2 separate regions of the Triticum aestivum genome follow, and region 2 is linked to region 1. Evidence: chromatin contacts called from public Hi-C data. All regions are on one chromosome and are shown on one strand. Each heading gives the region's core, a stretch centred on a gene start, on an enhancer-like site or on the middle of the called end of the contact. The rest is flanking DNA. Distances are from core to core; before and after follow the strand shown.

The links. A called contact is a pair of places that touch in the nucleus more often than the background predicts.
Region 2: a Hi-C map of an unstated tissue shows a contact between it and region 1, with 10 times the contacts expected there. The contact joins the promoter of LOC123113360 here to the enhancer-like site in region 1. A contact is called at or near these places in 3 of 5 Hi-C or Micro-C datasets (leaf and an unstated tissue) and 1 of 1 datasets of contacts at active chromatin or transcription factors (leaf).

Annotation. Positions count from the first base shown.
Region 1 is chr5B:578,163,984-578,171,121 of IWGSC CS RefSeq v2.1, forward strand. It overlaps LOC123113359 (serine/threonine-protein kinase pak-1), which reads left to right. Exons shown (of 18, transcript XM_044534571.1): 15 at 1-143; 16 at 266-466; 17 at 558-643; 18 at 753-1,306. The coding sequence ends at 852. Among protein-coding and RNA genes, the nearest start is that of LOC123113359, 11 kb to the left of the region's middle. Within about 2 kb of position 2,873, at least 2 of the 8 cell types and tissues checked have an H3K27ac peak or open chromatin away from gene starts, as enhancers often do.
Region 2 is chr5B:578,251,319-578,258,356 of IWGSC CS RefSeq v2.1, forward strand. LOC123113360 (ABC transporter B family member 25) reads left to right here and starts at 2,225. Exons shown (of 17, transcript XM_044534572.1): 1 at 2,225-2,427; 2 at 2,552-2,599; 3 at 2,741-2,776; 4 at 2,869-2,943; 5 at 3,546-3,670; 6 at 3,926-4,025; 7 at 4,125-4,296; 8 at 5,078-5,196; 9 at 5,383-5,493; 10 at 5,569-5,713; 11 at 5,893-6,025; 12 at 6,160-6,235. The coding sequence starts at 2,362.

The sequences.
Region 1 (7,138 bases), core at 1,623-4,122:
GTTCAACTGGAACAGTTAAGCAGCACAAGGGCGCAGAAGGGACTGTGCTGCGCCATGATATCACTGCATCACCAGGTGTTGCTAGCACAATGAACAAATTAAGCAGCAGCCCAAGCCGTAAAGCATTTTCGGTTCAGGATAAGGTATACGCTTTGCGGTCAAATATTTTTCTATATGACTCTTTAGCACGCCAGATAATTGTTGCAATTGCATGCTTCCCCGTTTGACCCCACTCCTAAAAGTGTCAACAAAATTCCTTTTGTAGCTCTGGTCAATCTATGCGGCCGGAAACACCGTGCCTATTCCATTTCTTAAGGCTATTGACATTTCACCACTAGCTCTAGTATCGGATAGCGTAGCAGGCAATGGCCCTGCTGGTTCAAGCACAACTGATGCCTTGGAGGCAGTCAGGGAGCTTTTCAGTGGCGACGGGCAGGCAAAGAAAGGGCGCAAAGGGCAAAATGAGGTATGCTGTAGACTGTTCCGCTCATCAGTTGCAAAGCGGCACTATTTCTCATGCCCAGATGTGTGTCTGATGCTGGACTTGATTGCGCTAGGCCCCTCTTCCTCCTGGTGTGCACGACAGATTAACGACAAGCCCTACATTGATGAACCTGGCCCAGGCTCTCGCTTACCATAAGACGTGAGTTGTTCGAACTACTTCTTTTTCATTAGAGCTTTCCTTTATGTAATGATCGAGGGAATGGTTCCATTAATATGAAAATGCTTGTCTGGTTTCATAAATACTGCAGGTGCTACGAGGACATGCCTCTTCAAGATTCACAAGCGACAGAAGAGCAGCAGACGATACAGAACCTTTGTGATACGCTTCGGACCATACTGAGGTTGTAGACGGATCCATGAGCGACGACTACATACATCTCTGGAAGGATTCGGCACGCCATGGTGCTGCGTGGAGGCAAGGGCTGACCTTGGCCTTGACATTTTCATGGCGGGCATTGCGATTCGGCTCAGCCTGGGGTCGTGTGGGATCAAAAGCGTGGTGCAGGCTGCAGGTCTGACGCTGGTGGAGCGTATGGCCAGTTTTCTGAATTTATAGACGCTGGGTGGGTGGGTGGCTGGGTGGAAGTTGGATGGAATTCTTTGTGCTGCGGAGATGGGAAATTTTGCCTTGTGTTTATAGCCTCTAGGTCTTTTTCAGTGGTCGGTGCAATGTACAGATTGTGTAGCTAAGTTTTGGTAAGCAATTTTGTGGCGCAAATGGCGATTGGAACTTGTATTTTCAGCATATGCAATTGTTCTCCCCCTCGAAATAAAGAGGACGAGTAATAATTAGTTAATCAGCCGTCCGTTTGGTGGCAGATAAACATTTACTACCTCTGTAAGCTTTGATAAGACGTTTTAGATCACTATAAAACGTTTTTATAAAAGTTTGCAGAGGGAGTAGAACGAAAGGCACGGTTCGTGCTGTCACACTGTATGACAGCTCCAGATGAGGGATGGTTCGAACTGTTTTCTCGTCTACTGGATCTTGAAAGGCATGGTCCGCGGACCTTGGTGGCACGAGTGTGCCCGTTGGCGCTTCCGACGGACGTGGAGCACTTGCTGCCCGTCCTTGTCCTTTCTCCTTTGGTTAAGGTTTGGGTGTGGAGAGTAGACCCGAGAGACCAAGTCGGAGACCACGAAAGGCATGGTCCTTGCTGGCACGAGTGTGCCCGTTGGTTCTCTTGTGACGGACGACGTGGAAGAGCTGCTGCCCGTCGCTGTCCTTTCTCCTCCTTCGATTTTTTTTTTGAATATTGGCAGGTGAACTGCCAAATTCATTGATCAGAAGAAGGTGTTACAAGAATCCTCAGAGGAGGAAAGCACTGCAAAGGCAGCGCAAAAAGAAAAGAAAGAAAAGCCCTGTCGGCAGCACGACAAACACAGGCTCTACCATCAAACGTGAACACCATCGGAACCCATCGGCGGGATCACCAAGATGACGCCTCCAAGGAGGAAAACGAAGTTGAGGACTCCGCCGTCATCCGATCTGGCATTGGCCGATCTTAGGTTTTCACCCGGAGATCTCACGCAGTTGGGAGGGAAGGGCAAACGACTCCACAACGATACCTCCAAGGAGGAAGACGACATCCGTGGATGCCGTTACCGCCAGCAACGACAGAGTCGATGCATGATTTTCATCCGGAGCCGAGTCTTCCACCAACAATCCAAGGATCCGAGGCCACCAGCTCCACAATGCAACAAGAGCCCAAACCAACACTACTAGAAACGAATTGGTCAAGCCGCATGCAGGAACTCGGCGAGCACACGCCAACCCGGCCGGTCTGCACCGCCGCTCGCAGGCCCTGGGCGAACCAAGCCGTATCTGGCCATCCTCTACCTCCGTGCGCAGAACTGGGCGATCCTCCGCACCGCAGCGCACATGAAGGCCGAGGGAGAGCCAAACATAGCCGGTCAGCACCACCGCGCGCAGGACTGGGCAGGATCCAGGCCAAACTGTGCAGCTCGCACCACCGCGCGCAAGAACAGGACTATTCGTGCTAGATCTGGCCTGTCCGGGCCTTCTGTAGCACACGACAAACTGAACGGCGCCACAGCTCCAGGAGCCGGACGTGGACGCGCTTGAAGGAGAGACAACCACCAACCATCCCCGACACCACCGCTACAGCCACCACACATCGCCGGACTAGGCGCGAAACGCAGCCACACTCCAACGGCGCCTGATGCCACCTCGAGCCATCCCTCCAGCCACAGGTTGGCAGAGGTCAGATCTGGCCAGAACCAACCGCAGCGCCCCCGCACCCCCACTGTGCCCAAACGAGCAGCAGGTGCCAGCAAAGGCATCCGCAACCCACGCGCCACGCCCGATGCGGGCAGCCTCGCGCCATGGCACCAGCTCGCCGCACACCCCGGCGCCAACTCGCCGCGCCCGTCGCGCACCCCGACGCCATCTCGCCGCGCCCGCCGCGCCATCTCGCCACCGTCGCCGCGCCCGCCGCGCACCCCGACGCCATCTCGCCGCGCCCGTCGCGACCACCGGCACCGGTTCGCCGCGCGCCTCCACGCCTCTCCTCGGCCGAGCGGCCCCGCGCTGCCCGACCTCGCTGGAGGAAAGAAAAAACGGAAGGCCCGGGCGTCTCCTTTTTGTCAATCTGAAGCGCGAAACCTAGTACCACTCCTCCTTCGATTGAGGGAGACTGGGAGAGGGTTCGGAATACTGGGCTGGGGGTGGAGGCTCACAATCCCTTGATGATGAGTTTTTTAAGGAGGAAGAGAAGCTCCGGTTGACGCACAAGGTCCGCTTTCTTAAGTCGAAAACGTAACCAAACCGGGCGAAGGCAAGCAAAGCAGGACGTGGACACACAGCTCGGTTCGGTTCGATTCGACGGTGTGCGGTGCCGCATCCGGCCAAATTCACTGTTTTGACCCTTCATGTTTAGCTGCATCTGACCCCTAGCCGTAATTTTTTTTGGATCTGATCCTTTTCCTACCGTCACCCGAGCTGGCGATAGGCTAGAACATGCTACCGCCACAGGTACTGGCAGTAGGGACCGGGTTAACGTCGACGGCGCTGTCTACCGCGCTGACGTGGATAAGTCGTTACCGCCACAGACCGTGACGGTAGGACGTCGCTCCCTACCGCCAGAGAGGATGGCGGTAGGTTCCAAACAAGCAATTCTATGCTTGGTGGCTGCGGGCGGCCCCTACCCCACCCACCAGCCCGTTCTTCCTCCTCTCCTCGACTCGAACAGAGGCGAGCACCGCCTCTCTCCTCCTCCCGATCCCCTCCCTCGATCTTCCTCTTCCCTCCACCATTTTCGCTCATCTTTGGGGCAAATCGAAGAGGCCGGTAAGCTCCTCCATTCCCTCCAATCAATTTTCGCAATGCTTTTTTATTTTTGAAGCTATTTTTGGCACTAGGTGCAACCTAGGTTTTGATGTTGATTTTTTTACTGATGTTTTAGTTGTTTAGTAGTATATGATTTAGTAGTAGGCTTATGTTGGTGAATGCGTATATGTTGGAATATAGGAACAACACTTTCTGAGCTCTCGTCATGAAATCCCTCTTTGTTGGTGTACGATGCAATTCTTCTCGAGTGACAATGTGGTGGTGGCTTCTTCATCATTATCACCATGAATTTTTTTTCCGGATATCGTCATGTAAATTGTTTTGCCTTAGTACTAAATCATATAGTGTGGCTGAAACCATTGCAAGATATGCGAGGATATGTTGGTGAATGCATATATGTTGGTCATTTTTTTTGTTATGTATATATGAATTGTATAAGAAGTTTTTATGTATGGTGAATGCAAGATTGTGAGGATGAAGGCATTGTCTAATTCGTAGATGGTTAATGTATTGCAGAATTGTGAGGATGAATGTTTTGCAAAATTGGTAGGTGGTTAATGCATAGTGTGAAAATGTGTGTATTTCATATAGATGCTTTGTGTTGTGATGTATAATGCATATAGATGCTTTGTGTTGTGATGGATGAATGTATAGACGATGTTGTCTAATAAGTGAAAAAATTATATATATGTTAGGATGGCCGAGGATGAGGACAATGGGCGTTTGCATACGGGGCTTGACCTTGCTTTTGACAAGGATCATCGTGCCCGTGCTATCGAGCGTGGAGAGGTAATAATTTTGACAAACAATTAGTTTTGTCATTTCAATGCTATTTTTTGAATGAAGGAAGCTTCTGACATTTTTTTCTCAATTGTTACAGAAACTTGTTGTAGTGCGCTTTAGGAGCCACACGACGGAAAACTAGATGCAATATGACGTGCGCTACGAGCCGTACTTTGAGCGTGCCGGGCTGACCGTTTGTTCTTCAGTTCAAGCGCGTGCCGCCGTCGATGTGCCATTTAGATCTCACCGCCCACGTTGATCGTTGGTGGCCGGAGACACACATCTTCCATCTCTCTTGTGGCGAGCTGACGGTGACGTTGGAGGACTTTGCCATGATCACCGGGCTTCCCATTGACAACAAGGCTCTCACCGGACGAGTGGACAGCAAGAACTGGCGTGCGAGGGTTACCGCTCTCATCGGTGACTGCTCGGCCTCTCTTAGTGCCCAGGGAAGGACTGACAACAGGACAAATGGCGTCCCATTCCCTTGGCTCCAGCATCATAGATCGGGATGCCCTGCAAAAGCTAATGAGGAGATCGGGGAGCGGTATGCTCGAGAGTACATGTGGCACCTCCTATCACAGGTGGTCTTTGGAGACTGCTCTGGAGACGTTGCTCCTTGGATGTTTCTTGACTTCTGGGCCGACTGGGACGAGAAGTACAGCTGGGGGTCTGCTGGGCTCGCCTACTTATACCGTCAGGTAACAAGTAATGCAAATATCCATTAAGCATGGTAGTATGTTCATGAATTCCTACAAAGAGCACTCCTCCAACTCTTATGTTAGTACATTTAACCAGTTTGATTTTTGGGTTGCAGCTCGACGTCACATGTAGGAAAACCACCTCGAAGCCATGCATGGGTGGATGTATTTGGGGCCTCTCGGTCTGGATGTGGGAGCGTTTGCCGGTTGGGCGTCCTGAAAAGCATCCTTCACCGTACGTGTGGGTAGGCCTTAATGAAGAAGATGATGTTTTTTGACTCCCCACCGTGGCATTCTCTTGGGACCGGGTTAGAATTTTTGGAAGCAAGAACAAGTCCTTGTACAAGAATTTCATCAACGAGATGGACAACCTCATATATCGTCAAGTATACCGATTCAATATTTTCTCTAAGCTTCCATCAAATGCATTGGCCGAACTAATAGCTCGTTGATAGGTTAACTGGAGGCCTTACGAGGCAAATAGGGGTTTCACATTGAACCAGATGTGCACTAGGGACTCCCATCTTTGGCGGACCAGGTACCCTTTCATATGCATTTATGTTGTCGAGTGGCATCTACCACATCGAGTGGCCATGCAATTTGGTATGAGGCAATGCACCCCACCGGAGCCAGCAAGCAAGGGTGCACTTGAGCTTCACAAGTGAGTTACCTAACCGAGGCTATGTTAACCAACAATACAATGTTTCAAATTGTTTCTTATGCTTTGTTGTTGTCATTCTTTGCAGTCAGAACCGAAAGAATAATCAGAATGTGCTTGAGTGGGGACAACACCATGCTAGGAATGTCGAGATGTGGGAGCAGAGGCTCGGTTCTAGAGAGACGGATATGACTTTGGCGGACATGAGGAATTACAAAGAAACTCAACTAAAGTGGTATGACAATGGGAGGCAATTTCGGTGCGCTTGAGGCCAAGGTGGACCGACGCAGATCTCGCAGATCATGATGCAAACAATGAATCAAACGATGAGTATGATGCCATAGTGAGAAGTACACAAGGTTCTCACAGAGAGTATGCGCCCTTGACTGATAGAGTGGTAAGTCTTGTGAACCTATTTGAAGAGTGGATTCATATTATCTTGATTGTGCAAACTTTTGAGCTTACGTTGAATTTTCAGACTTTTGAGCTCAATAGAAGTATCATCGAAGGCTCGAATGCACTAATCCATAACCCCGGGACTTCGGAGTCAGATGCTACCTTGAGGGAAACAGTGAAAGTAACCACTGGAGGTCCTTAGTCTGTTGCATTAAAAATGTTTTACTTCACAAGTCCTTACTCTGTTGCATTAAAAATATTTGTCTCTTTGTTGTTGTTGCTGCAGCGTTTCATGAAACGTTGCCGGAAGCTAGTCACCATTCTTGGATGCGCAAGACTGGGTGACGTAGATGTGCATGCTCTGAGCACATCGATGGTGCAGGCTAGTGGAGCCGCCGCTTCTTCTAGCCACGCCAGTGCTAATACTAGCCACGCCCGTGCTTCTTCTAGCCATGCCGGTGATGGCAGCCACTCCGGTGAATCTGAGGAGGAAGAGCAGGTGGACTTGCAGGACGACGAAGCCCCGGAAGAGATGAACATGTCACAAATGATGGATGCACCACCGGCCTCCCAAGCAAAAAGGGTTTCTCACCCTCATGGTGATCCATTCAGCCCGTCACCGTTCCAAAAGCCGCTCCCTCTTCGCCGCAAGAAGACCGTGAATGAGGGGTGCTCTAAGAGAGGAAGAATGGGACGATGAACTAGTGTTTGGGCATGTTGAACTAGTGTTTAGCCACGTTGAACTATCATGAGCTATTAGTTTGCTTTGGACTTGAGGGCTTTTAT
Region 2 (7,038 bases), core at 975-3,474, 87 kb after region 1:
CCATTTCTTGAATTTTTCTTCCACGAACCTTCCATTTACAACCTTATTTGTCACACTTCACGGTGTACCACACCTCTTGGTTCGAATGACCAACAACAAATGGCCTATGGTTCCGAATGGCATAGTCACTCAACCACATCTTAAACTCTTGGAAGCACCCAAACTTGATGCCTTTTTTCAAATGAGCATTCTCGTCCTCACCCTTTGGCCTTGGATCGCTGACTCTCGGGCACGATGTTGGTTCAACCAACCCCAGTATCATGCCACCATCAACAATGGCATGGTCGGCAAGGCTAAGATCACGAAACAATGGGGGTCCTCTTTCCTTGTCGTGCACCTCCTTGAAGAATTGTTTTTCTTGCACCGTGAATCCATCTTCGTCCAAATCTTCCTCAGGACCCTCGTCATCTGAGCCATAACCACACATACGGTTATAAGGGAGGCTATGATCCATGTCTTGTTGATGGACAATGCATCCAAGTTACCTATTGGATTGTAATGAATTTTTTCTTCTTCCGCATAAGCATCATCATCATCAACATGAGCCATAGCTAGAATCTTTGGGTCTTGAATTACTGTGGATCTATCATTCATCTCCTCTTCATTTGATTGACTACTTGGTGGTTGACTATAAGAATTGGGCACATACACCTCAACCCTAGCATCATGTATTGGGGAGGAGGCATGCCGGTTCAAGTCAATTTGTAGCAGAGGAGCATCAGTCTTGGTGGCAAATAATTCAAGTGAGTTGTCTTGTGATTGCTCCACTTTACCCTTGTACATCTTCCAATGCAATTCCGAGGTGATAGACATACTTTTCAACCGACTTCACCCCCACTCCAACATCATACCTTCCAATAAGTTTAACCTCATCACTTGGGTCCATCCAATGTACATACTTCTAACTTTCACAACTACGTCCTCATAGGTTGGGCTATACTCAAATACCATGTGTTCTTCCCCTTGATCGTCATTGCCATTCATAAATGTCTTCTTATCCAAATAATGGAGATTCACGATACTACCCATCTAAATAAATTTTAGAAAATGTTAATGATAGGCGGCAACATAATATGGGACAATATCCATTGTGCATCCCATGGATCGATAAAAGTTCTATGCAATACATTTAAGCAACAAAACAAATAACAACAAAAGAACAAAATATCATGGCTTAACCCTAACAACTAAATAATGACTTTGCTTACCACTAACCCTAACCCTAGAATTAACCAAAACAATAACCATAGATCTAGCTACAAACAACGAAGTTAGCACACTACACATGGTCAATCACACATATACAACCCTAGATCTAGATCTACCATCCATCAAATCCATTGATTTCACACAAAAAGGAGCACAACCAGGGTTTGCATAAAAGGAATCAATGTCATCAAATAAGTTGATTCCAACCAACCAAAAAGAAGAGAGTGGGTTAGGTACCTTTAGTGATGAAAATGACCTCAATCCACCGGAGAAAACTCGAGCAATGGAGATGAATTTGATGGAGCTCTAGGATGGGGGAGAGGGCTCAGCTCGGGGAAGAAAGGATTTGGGGGCGAATGGGTGGCTTGTGAGGCCCACCAAATCCCCAGTTGTTGGTTTTGTGCATTCTGCACCCTACCGCCACCCTCTCTGGCGGTAGGGAGCGACGCCCTATCGCCACGATCTGTGGCGGTAGCCACTTACCCACGTCAGCACGACAGACGGCACCGTCGACATCGACCCGGTCCCTACCGCCAGCACCCGTGGCTGTAGCATGTTCTAGCCTACCGCCAGCTCGGGTGGCGGTAGGAAAAGGGTCAGATCTAAATTTTTTTACGGATAGGGGTCAGATGCAGCTAAACGTGCATAAAAGGGTCAAAACAGTGAATTTGGCCGCCGCATCCCACCTAGGCGTGCGTGAATGTGACGGCGTGGTCCAGTGCCGCATCCCACCGAACCAGCGAGCGAGCGAGCGAGCGACTGCCCCCTGCACCGGAAGCCTGATTCGCCAAGCAGAGGGGGATGGGGACGGGGAGGGATCGTGGGATATTCCTACTCCTGGGCATACCAGCGTGGGTCGTGGACTCGTGGGTCAGGGTCGCCCACCAATCGACCGCCGGAGTCCGGGCCGGGGCTCCCACGCGGGATCGCACACGTACGACGGGGGAATGCGACGCGAGGGGTGCCCCCCCCCCCCCCCCCCCCCCCCCCTCGAGTCGTCCCGAACCTTTTGTCCGCGCGTGACATGTGATCGACGACCACCAATCCTCCATCCTAAGCGCACCGTCCCCTCCCTCGCCCCCGGCTCCCTCCCCTCCCATCCCCTCACCCGTTGGCCGACGAACCCCCCAGCCCCAGGGGCGGCCGCCGGCGATGGTGAGGGAGATGCGCATCAACACCGCGCCCCGCGGCAACCGCGTCCCGCTCCTCAACAACGGGGTACCTAGCGCCAGTTCTCCCGCGGCCCCGCCCTTCCTTTTTTTTTTCCTGTTTTTTAACCGCCTGAGTTCGGAATTTGGGGGGGCTAACCGACCCCGCCCGCGCCGGCGGCTTTGCTTTGCAGGAGACGTCCAGGATCCTCTCCGACCTCGAGGAGGGCAGCAACGTCCAGGTTCGCCGCCCCGCTGACTGACTCACTCCCCTGTCACACAGTACCCTTGGTTTGGTTTCTCCATGGACCAGAGCTTCAGCTACAGCCATGGCTACTAATTCGTCTTTCCTTTTTCACATGGTCTAATCGGAATCCTCTCAGGCGGCCAACGTCGGGTTCTGCCGGGTCATCAAGTTGGTGAGCACCGTCTGATATTATACTAGGTTTAAGACCGGGAAAGTTTCAGTGATGATTTGCTCTGCTAAATTCACGAGGAAAATGGTTTGCAGGCAAAACATGACGCGGGGAAGCTCGTCTTCGCCACCATCGCGCTGCTCGTCGCCTCTCTCAGCAACCTCCTCGTTGTAGGTACTCCTCACTTATTATGATTGCGCAGTTATTTGGTGCTGAATTGCGTTCCCTGTTCTGGTGAAGCCTCACACAGTGGCTCAGGCTCTTATATGAGCCCGGGCTTTAATTTTGAACCCGATTAATCGCTCCCACAACACCAACAATATTGGTTGAACTAAGATAAACCGAAACTGTAGCTACATGAAAACTGTGGCAAAGAGAAATGTGCAGATATCACTGTTGTTTCAGTAATCAGTTTTGACTCGTGAGTACATTGGTTCATGCGTGGCAGGATTACTACTCTGCCCGGATTACTACATGAAAACAGGAGTATTAAATAGCGGCCAGTAGAGTGCGTTGGTTCTTGTGTGACATGATTAAATACGAGTGTGGTGTGGTGAGTGTGCGTTGGTTCTTGTGTGACATGATTAAATAGGAGTGGGGTGTGGTGAGTGTGCGTTGGTTCTTGCGTGACAGGATTAAATACTACTCCGTACAGAGCAAGTTGTACTTCCGCCTATAAAGAGCATCAATGTTGCACATGTTTCCTGTCTTCATGGATGGATCATCTTATTTTAAAAGCCTAATGGATGGATCATGTTCTGTTATCCTACAGCCCAAATACGGAGGCAAGATAATTGATATTGTGTCAAGAGATGTTCAGCGGCCAGAGGATAAGGCCCAAGCCCTGGCGGATGTGAACGGCACCATATTGTACATTGTGCTAATAGTTGTAACCGGGTATATATCTTTCTTGGAAACTTATTTTTGAGGATTATAGAGGGATATTCTGTTATATGACACTGCCACTACCATCTTTTATAAACAGTTTATGCTTGGTGGATCTAGGTAGGCCGCAATTTTAGTTGGTACTGATAACTACACCATTACTCTCTACTTACTTTCTCCTTCTAGAGAAGAATTCATGTTAATGTGCTAAACCCAAGTAGCTATTTAAGCTTGAAATATTAGAAACCAACTCTGCCCCTGTTTCAGGTCAGTTTGCACAGCTCTTCGGGCATGGCTGTTCAATTCTGCTAGTGAGAGAGTCGTTGCTCGACTTAGACAGGACTTGTTCAGTCATCTCATAAACCAGGCAAGTGCCTTAATTCTCTGTCCAAATAGCTTTGTTCCTGTCTTCCATATATCTGTGTTCTTATTATCAAGTCTGCACACATGTCTTGTGCCCCCACAGGAAATAGCATTTTTTGACGTGACTAGAACAGGAGAGCTCTTAAGCAGGCTTTCTGAAGATACCCAAATTATAAAGAATGCCGCTACAACAAACCTTTCAGAAGCACTGCGTAATCTGACTACCACAGCTATTGGTCTTGGCTTTATGTTTTCAACGTCATGGAAGCTGACATGTAAGTACCAGTTCCACATGCTTTTGTTCTACAGATTAAGAACTTTGTTGCATCTCATTTTGTTGCCTGTGCACAACAGCTTTACTTAATTTGCTGACTCCACTAAGGAACATACCTGTGGGGGGGCATTCGCAAATCATTATATTTGTTCATAATTTTATTTAATGGAGGAATTTTCTCAAAGAGTGGCTACCACAAAAGCGCACGTCTATGAAATCTTTGAAGGAACTGCATGTAATTTTCCCTAGCCTACAGAAAACCATGCTTTTGTCACAACCGAGAGACATGCCGGCTTGCCATAAACAGGAGGAATTTGGTTTAGTTTTTCTGAAGAGGAGATAGATGCCCATTGCCCCATCCACACACATCATCAATTTGAGGGCGTTGGATCTTATTGGTAGGTATGTAGACTGATCTGAGGGGCAAATTCACCTCAGCTAAGCCACCACAACAGCATGGACCCCATTGGGATGTGATGATCTGTTTGCCTATGTGGCATCTACCTCTGCATCGATAAAATGAGACCGGGCTTGCATGTGTAGTGTCTTGTACTTTTGTGAGTCTCCCCTACCTGTTGGTTCCGTTGGTTCTGATGGAAGTATAGTCTTCTGCACAGTACAGTAAAAGTTTGTAGTAACATAAAATGGTTTAAAAAACATGTGGTCCTGATAGTTTCGCTTGCGTACATGCATTTAAAAATAAATAACCGCTTTGATTTAGTTCCTCTTCAGTCTTTACTCTCCACACTATTCTGTTAATCTCATTTACTATTCCTCCACAGTGTTGGCACTTGTAATTGTTCCAGTGATATCAGTTGCTGTGCGTAAATTTGGGCGTTTTCTTCGTGAGCTTTCACATCAGACACAAGCTGCGGCTGCTGTAGCTTCATCCATAGCTGAGGTTTGTATATCTGATATTTGATTTGATGATGAGCATAGGAGAACTTTGGTGAAACCTTACTTTAATTACTGTAATGATTACAGAAAAAATAATCCAATGCGCACGTTGAGTTTTCATTTCAACCATGTGGTAGAATCCTTGATTTGTTGTATTTGGGCATTAACAATTCTACCTTCTACCATCTAGGAATCTTTTGGTGCCATTCGCACAGTAAGAGCCTTTGCTCAGGAGCCTCATGAGGTTTCACGATATGGCGGAAAAGTAAACGAGACACTGAAGCTTGGTCTCAAGCAAGCTGTGAGTACTGTAATCTTAGTGTATAGAAAAATGGCACTATTTTGCATAATGACCTGACTATGCATTTTTTTGTAGAAAGTTGTTGGACTATTTTCTGGAGGGCTTAATGCTGCATCAACTCTGTCGGTTGTTGTTGTAGTTATTTATGGAGCTAACTTAACCATCAATGGTTACATGACAACTGGTTCTCTTACGTCTTTCATCTTATACAGCCTTACAGGTAAGATTCAGCATTATCACTTTCGTTTTTACCGAACCCAGTATTCTACCAATACCGCAACTGGAAATCTACAAGTCAGTTATAATAATCATGTTTATAAGGGGAACTTCTGTTCTAATTGTCATGATTATGTGTATGCTGGCTTTTCTCAACAATTCATCCCTCTCTTGAGTATGCAGTTGGCTCGTCAGTCTCTGCCTTGTCAGGACTATACACAACTGTAATGAAAGCATCAGGCGCAAGCCGTAGAGTTTTTCAACTACTTGATCGTGTTTCCTCAATGACAAACACTGGGGACAAATGTCCAAAAAAGTGAGTTTCATTGTCTATGAGCTTTCTTGATTGATTATACCTGTGCATCATGCAATACACATTTCCTTTCATTTTACTGTGAATTTCATAGTCTATTAGCTTTTTTGGTTGGTTGACATTTCCGTCCATTTCAGTGAAAACGAGGGGGAAGTTGAGCTGGATGATGTCTGGTTTGCATATCCTTCGCGTCCTTCTCATATGATTCTTAAGGTAAATATTTTCAGATTGCATTTCTACATGATAATTTAAATTTGGCGTACTCTAGCATGGCGTTGTCGTTTCCTCCTTGTTTATGTGCAATGTACACACAAAGAGAAAGTTAGGTGTAAATTTGCATGCTTATCTTTTATGCCCTTGTGGTTTTGCACTGCATTTGGGATAACTTGGCTCACTTTCTGAAGCTTGGATACTTAGGCCCCATTTGGTTGCGAGGGATCCCTGCGGGATACCTGCCTTTTCCCCGGTTGGGTAAACCACGTGTTGAGTTCGCCCTGGGCAAGCAAGCAGCCCCGTTTGGTTTCGCGCGAGGGCGAAAGAACCCTGACCTTTCCACGGCCCATCCCCGGGTAGATCTCCCCTGTATCGACTGGTCGGGGAGAAAACCCTCTACTCGTTCGCTTGCTCTCCCTTGCAACCCTTCAGCCTCAGTCTCCAAGCGATGCCCCCGCCCCGCCCCCGACCTCCCCTCTGGCATCTCGTCCAAACTGAGCTGGTGGTCTCCCCGTGGTGGGAGAGGAGATCCCCCAAAACCATGTAAATCTCCCCGAGGTGGATTAGTACCCCTGGGAAACTTCACCTTTCCAACCAAATTAGGCCTTAGTGGTTTGTTTTACTATTAGAAACGGAAGAATATGCTGATACAGTAACCTGCATGATGGTGGGTTAGTCAATTATTCTTGTAGTTCCATTTTGTATAAGAAGAGTGAGTATACTTTGACTTGGTATATATAGGAGTTTTCTCTAAATTATATACGAGTGTTAAGGATTATTTTAGTGATAAAGTAGTTATGATG